Regions from separate parts of the Rattus norvegicus genome. Here region 1 is linked to region 2. The links are chromatin contacts, called in public Hi-C maps. All regions are on one chromosome and are shown on one strand. The core of a region is the stretch at or near the end of the contact, and the rest is flanking DNA. Distances in the headings are between cores, read along the strand shown. Region 1 has its middle 120 kb from the start of Adamts1. Region 2 holds the start of App (amyloid beta precursor protein).

Region 1 (4,477 bases), core at 60-2,559, 580 kb before region 2:
TGTGTTTGCCATCGCAAGTGATCATGAAGAAGGAGCCTCTGAGGAAACAGTTAAATGAGTTATTTTCCTGTATTCAAGCACATGCACACACACACACACACACACACACACACACACACAGAGGGTGGGGGTTGAGGGGAGGTGAGAAAGACAGACACACACAAAGGGACAGACACAGACAGAGATACACAGAAACAGAGAGACAGAAAGACAGAGGGAGAGATCTACTTTGCTTCCTACTTGCACAGGAGTTGGTTTTAATGTATTAATTAGGTGTGTAAGTAAAAAACCTCAAGAAAAGTTTATGAGCAACAGGAAACTCCTTTGGCCTCCCGTCTCTTCTCCATCTACTTTGTTTTATTTAACCAGATGGTCCCCCACCACTTCCTGACTCCACCATAGTCCAAAGTACAGCTCCGTCACACCCTATAGTATGCTGTCTTGGTGAAGCCATATCCAGATGATGGATAACTGCACCAACTGTTAACTGCACTGTTTTCTAATATGGAAGCAAAAAAGATAAATTTACACTCCCATTAGGAGTTAAATGAACTTCCTTATTCAACCACTAGATGGCACTTTTAACCCACGATCAGCTGCCTCTAAAACTAATATTTTATTTTTACTCGAACATTTTTACTGTTTGAGAAAGGATGAAATATAAGAGAATATGTCTCTAAAAATCCTAATTTTAAGTAAAATCAACCAAAGACTACTTGGGTGTAACTTTTTAAAAACACGAATTGCATTTAAAAAACAACCTTATGGCCAAACTCTGATCCTAGGCTGTATAATGCACCAAACAAAAGGTTTATGTAAGCCTACATTTGGAAATAGACTGACGTGTACGACGCAGCAGCTGCAAATGAAACAGGAAGTCTAGATTTTCTATTGCACTCGACTTGACTGCTCAGAAACAGAATTTATATGTCTCCATGTTTTCACAATTTTTTAAAACTCAAACTCAGCCTCGAGACTCCATTTGCTTAAATGATGTCTTTACATTGCAGTTTACACAAACCGGAAAACCATTTCCCAACCAAAGGTTTATAAAAAGGTCTACGTTTGACCTGTACGGATGTTGATTACATGAAAACAAATTATAATTTATGCTGAGAAGTCTCAAAGCAGTAAGTACCGGCTGACCTAGTCTCCCACACATGAGGAGAGATGATTAGGAAGAAATGTCTGTTTCCACGAAAAGTAACATCAGCGTTGATAATGTGGGTCGGCGCTCAGTTACAGAGAGACCTTAATAACCTCAAACAGGGTTCCGAGTCCCGGGAACACAGGGAGAGCACTGGCTCCAGGGACCACATTTTACAAGTTGCAGCCAATCATATTGAGTAGCTCCCGGTGAAATCTAACCACTATTACTATCAAGAACGTCCTAGGAAGAGCATATTTCAACTTCAACAGGCTTTGCAAGAAGGGTCAAGGAAAGTGCGGAGTAACCCTTCTCAAAAAGCCCATTGAAGAAAGGAAGTCTCCTTCCCAGCTCCCAAACGGCACTCAGAGATCTCTGCCGCCATCTTGCACTTCAGGAGAATCGTGATTCTCTGGGGATCGACAGCCTTTATCTACAGCTAAGTAGGGCATCGGACCACAAAGGATCTGCTTCGCAGTGAGGGGGAGGCAAAAGAAAAGCAAGTGAGGAAGAGCTCATTAAACTCAGCGAGGACCTGCCAAGCTCTGAAAAACCAGGACAAGTGCAGGCTCTTTGATGCCACCTAGTGTTGACAACTATATCAGATCTTTGTAGCACTGGTTCCTAAGTTATCCCCAGAAGTGCTAACCTCCATCTCACCCAAATCCTGTGTCTGGTAAAACAGATAGCCATTCCCTGGGTAGTAGGTGGAATCATAGGCATCTAACATGACAGTTTGTGAGCCAAAAATGTGCAGTTTACAAGTGTTTTCCACAAGAACTCTGTAGAACAAACAGCCTACTTTATCACCAATACCACCTTCTTTCCGGTATCGTAATCACACAGAGAGGAATAGTGGGAAGACGTGGGTCTTTAATGCACTCATCTTTCGTAGCTTTAAAAATTATGTAATAATGGCATCATTTGCTCAGAGATCCCTGATGGAGCTTTGACGGGCCGTAAAGCTTTGCATAGTCAGTCTCCAGGTTTTGGCTCCTTGAGAGAAATTCCCTTCTCAACCCTAGGAGAACAGTGGAAACATGAACACACAAGCGAGAGTATTTTGCTCATTTTCATGTTTGATTTCAGCTCTCTCATTTATTCTTTTTAGGGTTGCACCAAGGAAACACCATAAATGCAGTGACTTAAAGCACCAAATGGAGCCCCAAAACACAGTGAAAAATCAAAATGTCTACAGAATCCCAATCGCTTTGCTGCCTGGCTTCTCCCAGCCCTGGTGGCGCTGTCACCCCTGTCCTTTGGCTGCTGCATCTTCCCTGCCATGCCTGTGGGCTGGATAACATTCTATTAGTGTTCCTATTTTTAAGTGGTCTTCCCTTTTGTAAAGATCACCAAAATTAAGTATATATAGTCCCCTGGTCATCACGTGATTGCATACGTGAATACCCTATTTCCAAAGAAGGTCACTTTCTTAGGGACAAAGGAACAGATATCAGTTTATCTCCATAGAGACCAAAGCTCACCACCCTTCCAACATCCTAGCTGTTTGGCTAAGAAGAATCTAAGACAGAGGAAGAATCTTTCAAAATTCAGAGTTTTGTGACAAGGCATTATGTCAATTCTCAAAGTGATTTAGTACCACTTTACTGACTTCCTTCTCTAATGATGTCTCGGAGACACACAGACCCAGACAGTTATCCCCACAGTCACCCCATGCTTGTCCGCCAAGAAGCCTACAAGACATAGTCTAGCCAAGAACTCTTCACTAAGTAAGGAATAAATCTGTCTTCTCCAGTTTCCCCACAGACATGCACACACCACACACACACACACACACACACACACACACACACACACACACACACACACACACAGGAGAAAGAGAGAGAAAAGGTGAGAATGCATGTACACACTAAATATCAGAATAATTCTATAAATACAAATCAAACAACAGACATATATGAAATCCACTCGATTTTTTCTTATCATCTCACCTCAGTTACTGCCTTTCCCTTCCCTGACAATAACAATCCTTACAATATTGAGAACTTAAGCCTTTTTATATGGTTCATTTTACTTAATATTCCTGGATGAGGTTACTTTTTAAAAGACACATGAAACGAGTTTAAGAGTGTAATATTTGTATCAGAATAGCAGGCAAGTGTGTAGAGCTCTCTATCATCAAAATGGAGAAATAGATTTATTTTATTTACCATCTTAGTTACAGCTTCCTATGAAACATCAATATCGTTTATGAAGAAGGCAGCAAATTGGGTTTTCTGTGGGGGTTATATAGCAGATAGATAAGAGCTGACGTGGTAAGAACGAGAGAGTGAGAAATGGCAGTATAAAAAGCAAAGGAAGGAGCTGAAGCAAAGAGAAACAAGCCTAGGTGAGAGCTCCAGAAATAGCAGCCAACATCAGTCCCAAGCTGGTACCAGCTCTACCTCCACTCGTAACGGGAAGAGTGGGGTCTTCTCCTGGACATGGGCTCTATAAAATCAGCAGACTGAAGAGGCTGAGATTTTTTTTGAGCCAATTGGTAAGATATAATTGCCCACTTAAACATACAGAGTCTGGTACCATCCATCCCTTAAGAACATTGATAACAACCTGTAAATACACAGAGCGAGATCTTTACATCAGCCTCCATTGTCCTGCCATGGTCTCTCTCTCTCTCTCTCTCTCTCTCTCTCTCTCTCTTTCTCTCTCTCTCTCCTCCACCACCTCCTCCTCCACCTCCTCCTCCTCCTCCTCCTCCTCCTCCTCCTCCTCCTCCTCTTCTCTGTTCCAGTCTCCTCCTCTTCCTTCAAACTTCTCTCCCACCCATCTTTCCTTCTCCTCCCACGACAGGCCTCCTTCTATTCTGTACCTGCCCCTCACCTGTATTTTACAAATTCAATGGGGAGAAGTTTCTGGTGAAGTCACGTGATTCCTGAGTATGAGACTAGGCTGCTGTCCTTGGGGCAGTGGAATTAGCATCAAAATACAGATAACTCCAGGGCAAACCACAACATTTTGCCCTTTTTGTCCAATTAAAAAGCCTTTTCACTTATATATAAATTGAGTACAATTATTACCATTCTACAATTTATAAAGCATATGATATACTCAATACCCAGTCCATCACTATATCAGTTAAACAGAACATTTAGTTATCCATTCCAGCTTAAGAAAGGCTTAAAATCTATATTATATCTTCGCTAGCTTGTATACTATCTGATAACTATCCAATAAAATATGTATATTCAGAGTTAGACAGCCTGATAGGCTATGAGACTATAATTAGTCTTCAACCCCGTCAGAAATCTGAGAATGACCAAATAACTATACACATAGGAAGCCTAATACAGCTTCTAGAACTGAGAG
Region 2 (4,135 bases), core at 254-2,753:
TATTAACCTCACACATTCTGATCACAGTCTACTGGGAGCAGAAGTCAGAGCAAGAACTCAAGGCAGGAACCTGTAGCAGGAGCTGAGGCAGTAGCCATGGCAGAAGCTGTGTACTGGTTTGTCCCTCCTGGCTTGTTCAGCCTGCTTCCTTACACAAGCCACGACCACCTGCTCAGGGCTGGTCTCCCACACCAATTAATAATCAAGAGTATGTCCCCACAGATTTGCAAGCATGTCAATCTAATGGAGGCATTTTTCTCAGTTCAGATCCCTCCCTTCCCAGATGACCAGAGCACATGCCAAGTTATTAAAAGAACGAACTAGCAAGCACATCAGGTGAAGGAAAAGGTTGTGGCCTTACAAACCAGAAATGCACCTAGTATTATCCCCTGTCTCCCTCTGCTAGCCTAGGGAGGGCCCAGAGCTTGGAGTCTGAAGCCACGTTATGTCAGGAGGTAGCTGTGATTGGGAGCACATCTGGATGGTTTTAGGCGATTCTAACACTGGGAAGTTTGTGTGTAATCTAGGAGAAAACGGCTTTATGAAGACTCATCTCTCTGGTTTAGAGCAGATCCAAAAAGGATCGAGAGCAGCGTTCCAGGAAGAAGTCCTTGGTGACAGAGGCCGAAGATGAGCCATCACTCAGTATCTTTTCGGACTTAACTTTGATCTCTCCTCCATGTTACATTTTACCTCCCTGCCTCCTTCAATCCTTTCTCTGAAATTACCCAAAGCAAGCACACATGCAATAACAATAGGAAAACAAAAAACGAAAACCACCTCCCATCCCCAACCTCAAACAGAGAAAAATGGGTCATCCTGCATCCTGTGCCCTTCTTTGGTGCATTCTAACGACAAAAATTCCAGGTTACAGTAGGGTGCTGGGTGTCCTCCTACCAAAAAATAAAAAAAAAAATATCCTGTTTCTTTTGCTAATGTTCTCGGCCTCGCTCCACCTCTCCAAATAGAGAAAACGAACTGCGGATAAAAATGCATGCATCGCAGCAGTAGCTCTTCAACCACATTCAGGAGAGGCCTGCGGGGTCGGATGACTCAAGCTCGCGGGGACGAGCCGAGAGCGCTCCCGATTTCCCTGGAACCTTAACGTCCTAGGGTTCACCTTCCCCCGACTGCGGACCCCTCTCCCTGACCCAGATCATTCCTCCCTTGGTTCCTGGACCCCAGAGGAAGCTCGGGTTCCTTAGCTGGTGCCCAAGACGCCGCACCTGTGGGCTCCCTGTCGCCTCCCTTTGCGCTCGGGCGCAGCTCCCCGGGGCTCCGCTAGGGGTCTCTCTCGGGTGGCAAGCCGGGTGGGCGGGATCAGCTGACTCTCCCGGCTGCCAGCCCCGCCGCCGCGCTCCAGCTCTGTCAGTTTCCTCGGCGGCGGGAGGCGAGAGCACTAGGAGCAGAGAGAGCGCGGGGGCCACCGGAGACGGCGGCGGCGGCGGCGACGACGCGGACACAGTCAGGGTGCGGCGGATCTTCCACTTGCACACGGAGCAGTCGGTGGCCCACGCAGGATCACGATGCTGCCCAGCCTGGCACTGCTCCTGCTGGCCGCCTGGACGGTTCGGGCTCTGGAGGTGGGTGCCGCGCCTTGGGAACGAGACGGGGGTGGCGGGAGCCGGAGGACACGATCCTCCCCATCAAGGAGCTTGAATCTTGAGATGCGGGGGACTGTCACTGGTAGACCGTTCCTAGCCTCCCCCGCCTGCGGGCGCCCTGCGCTTCGGCGTCTCTGGCCCAACCCTGCCGGGGGACGCGCTACCGGACCGATGAAGAGGGAGCGGGTGAGGCTCTGGGCTCCCCACATCCGTGCCAGCCGGAGGACGGGGGGTTCGAGCCTGAATGCAGACCCTGACTCCTCCCTGCCTTGAGATCGGGTGTCTGGGATACGAGAGACACCCAGTTCGAGGGGAAAGGGGGACACATGTGGCAAACCGAAAGCGCAGTGTCTCATAATTCAGTGCCCTGAGAGGAAATCGCCGCCCTTCCCCTTCCTTAGGGTCCTGGGTTGGAATGGGGGCAGCTCTGGATGCTGGGGAGCGCCTGGCTCACTCTCCCTTCCCACCCCCGCCTGTCTTGACTGCGAAGCTGGGCTTTGCTCCTGGCGGCAGCGGGCGGCGGCTGCCTGCGCAGCGACCCTCTCCGGAGTCGGCGCGGGGTCTCGCACCGCCTTCCTTTTGCAAACTTTGTGCATTTCCGTGTCTCCCTTTTGTGTAAGTTCCAAGTGATGGGAGAGATCGGAGAGTGCGGCCACCCTGCACCGTCCCTCAACCTGGATGTCCCGGACTCTCCAATGCACCTCCAGTTTCTCCCTGAGTCTAAGAAGGTCCCCGGGAACAAAAGCCGCGACACCCCGCCCTCACCGTCCAGGGCGCGGTGGAGGAGCCGTGATAGTTTGTGCGCCACCGCGGCTCCTTTCCCCGCGCTGCGCGTCTGCCCCCGAGGACCTGGGGGTGCTGCTGGGACCCCGTGGTCTCCCACCCCCGCACCACCACCACCTACTGCCAATCCTGTGCGGGACTGCAAAGTCCTCGCAGGGAGAGAGACAGAGAGAGAGCCCAGAGTGAGGCGTGCGTCTGGAAAGGGCAGTGCCGGGTGGTGGCGAGGCTGGGGCTCCAGTGCATCAAAGGAGGCGTTTGTCTGATTAAGGTGCGGCCTCCTTAGGGGGCAGTTCTGGGAACTCTAGCTTAGTCACCCTGGGGGGCGCAGGATGTTGGGGAGGGTTCTCGGGGGTCCTTTTAAAAAGGGGGTTCAGATAAAAGGATTGAATAGGGTGAAGATTAAGACGGAGAAGATGGCGCCTCTGCAGTGCAGCAAAGAAAAGCTGTGTGGAGGCTGCAGCCTATGAAATCCACCCACCACTAGGTGTATAACAAGTCTTCTCCATTCATCCAACTCTCCAGCATTCAGCAAAAGGCTTGTTTTCCTTTTTATCCAGAGATGCCTGGAAGTTGTTTGCGTGGCAGCTGGTTTTATTTCTCTTCGTTTGTACCCTTTTCACCATCTAAGCATTTGCAAATATCCCTTCCCCATAGTCCCCTTCTTTCCGCACTACCTCATAGTAATTTTCCCAAAAAGCAATTTCCGGGCGAGTGTTATCCTGTAATTTCCTGGGGGCTATACAAGCTATCACACCAGTGTGGGTTTTTATTTATTTATTTTTTAGTTCTTAATTTACAAGGTCATTGAACTTTACCCCCTCTGATTTTTTTTTTAACCCACAAGTGGCTTCACAATCTGTAAATCACCTCAGACTGGTTAAAACAGGTCTTTTAAGAGTCTTTAGAATTTAGTGTTCCATTTTATCAAAGCCATTTAATCAAGGAAATTCTGATTTCTCTAATGACCCAGGTTTTATTTGTGTAATCATTTGGTTTTCCAAATTGTCGTACTGTACAAAAACGCGACGAAGTAATTAAAGGAATAACTTTAATTTTTGGAACTCATGTCAAAACTCAAATATTTACTTTTCTTGAGCATTTAAAAAAAAACTTGTATAAAAAGAGTCAGGGTGTAGGCCAAGATGAACCGGATTTATGTTTTGGCTTGTGCGATTGTATATCCCTTTTCTGCCAAACCTTCGGAGATTATCCTGAATTTATCACCTTTGAAGGGTGAACGTGAGCGCTACATTCGTGCCTTTGGTGAATCACTGGAAGGTAATTCACCCTAATGAGGCTTGACAGTCCTTGCAGCTCTGTGTCCACTGAAGCCACAGAATTATGAGTTGGCTGCCCTTTGTAAATCGCAGAAAATCCGTCTGCTGCAGGTGGCTCTGTAAAAGAATCCATGTGGACGAGGGTAATGACGATGGGGGCCTCTTCTTTTCTCCCAGCTTGTCGAACGGAGGCGAGCATTTAGCAAACCGCGATGGACTCGTCCTGTTGGCTTGCCTAGAGCTGATAACTATCAACTTGCCTTGGTTGTAGTGGTTCCTTCACTGTCTGGAAAGCTACTGCGAGTACTGGAGAGTAGTGCTTGCTCTGACGGGTAGGAGGCTCCTCAGAGAACAGTGAAGCTGAGGATTTTTTGGTGGGGATCCGTCAGAAGTCACCGGTTACTGCTTGTCAGTGGGAAGCCATGATACTGGCAGGCTATAAATGCTTCTTGTCACCCCAAGCGATAGCGT

What was found. A called contact is a pair of places that touch in the nucleus more often than the background predicts.
Region 1: a Hi-C map of the A7r5 cell line shows a contact between it and region 2, with 8 times the contacts expected there. The contact joins the enhancer-like site here to the promoter of App in region 2. A contact is called at or near these places in 8 of 12 Hi-C or Micro-C datasets (the A7r5 cell line, the Rat2 cell line, Schwann cells and 5 more) and 1 of 1 datasets of contacts at active chromatin or transcription factors (oligodendrocytes).

Annotation. Positions count from the first base shown.
Region 1 is chr11:38,300,628-38,305,104 of GRCr8, reverse strand. No RefSeq gene overlaps it. Among named protein-coding and RNA genes, the nearest start is that of Adamts1, 120 kb to the left of the region's middle. Within about 2 kb of position 1,309, at least 35 of the 93 cell types and tissues checked have an H3K27ac peak or open chromatin away from gene starts, as enhancers often do. A contact at or near this core is called in the A7r5 cell line and liver, where this site is marked.
Region 2 is chr11:37,720,206-37,724,340 of GRCr8, reverse strand. It overlaps App (amyloid beta precursor protein), which reads left to right and starts at 1,503. Exons shown (of 18, transcript NM_019288.2): 1 at 1,503-1,583. The coding sequence starts at 1,527.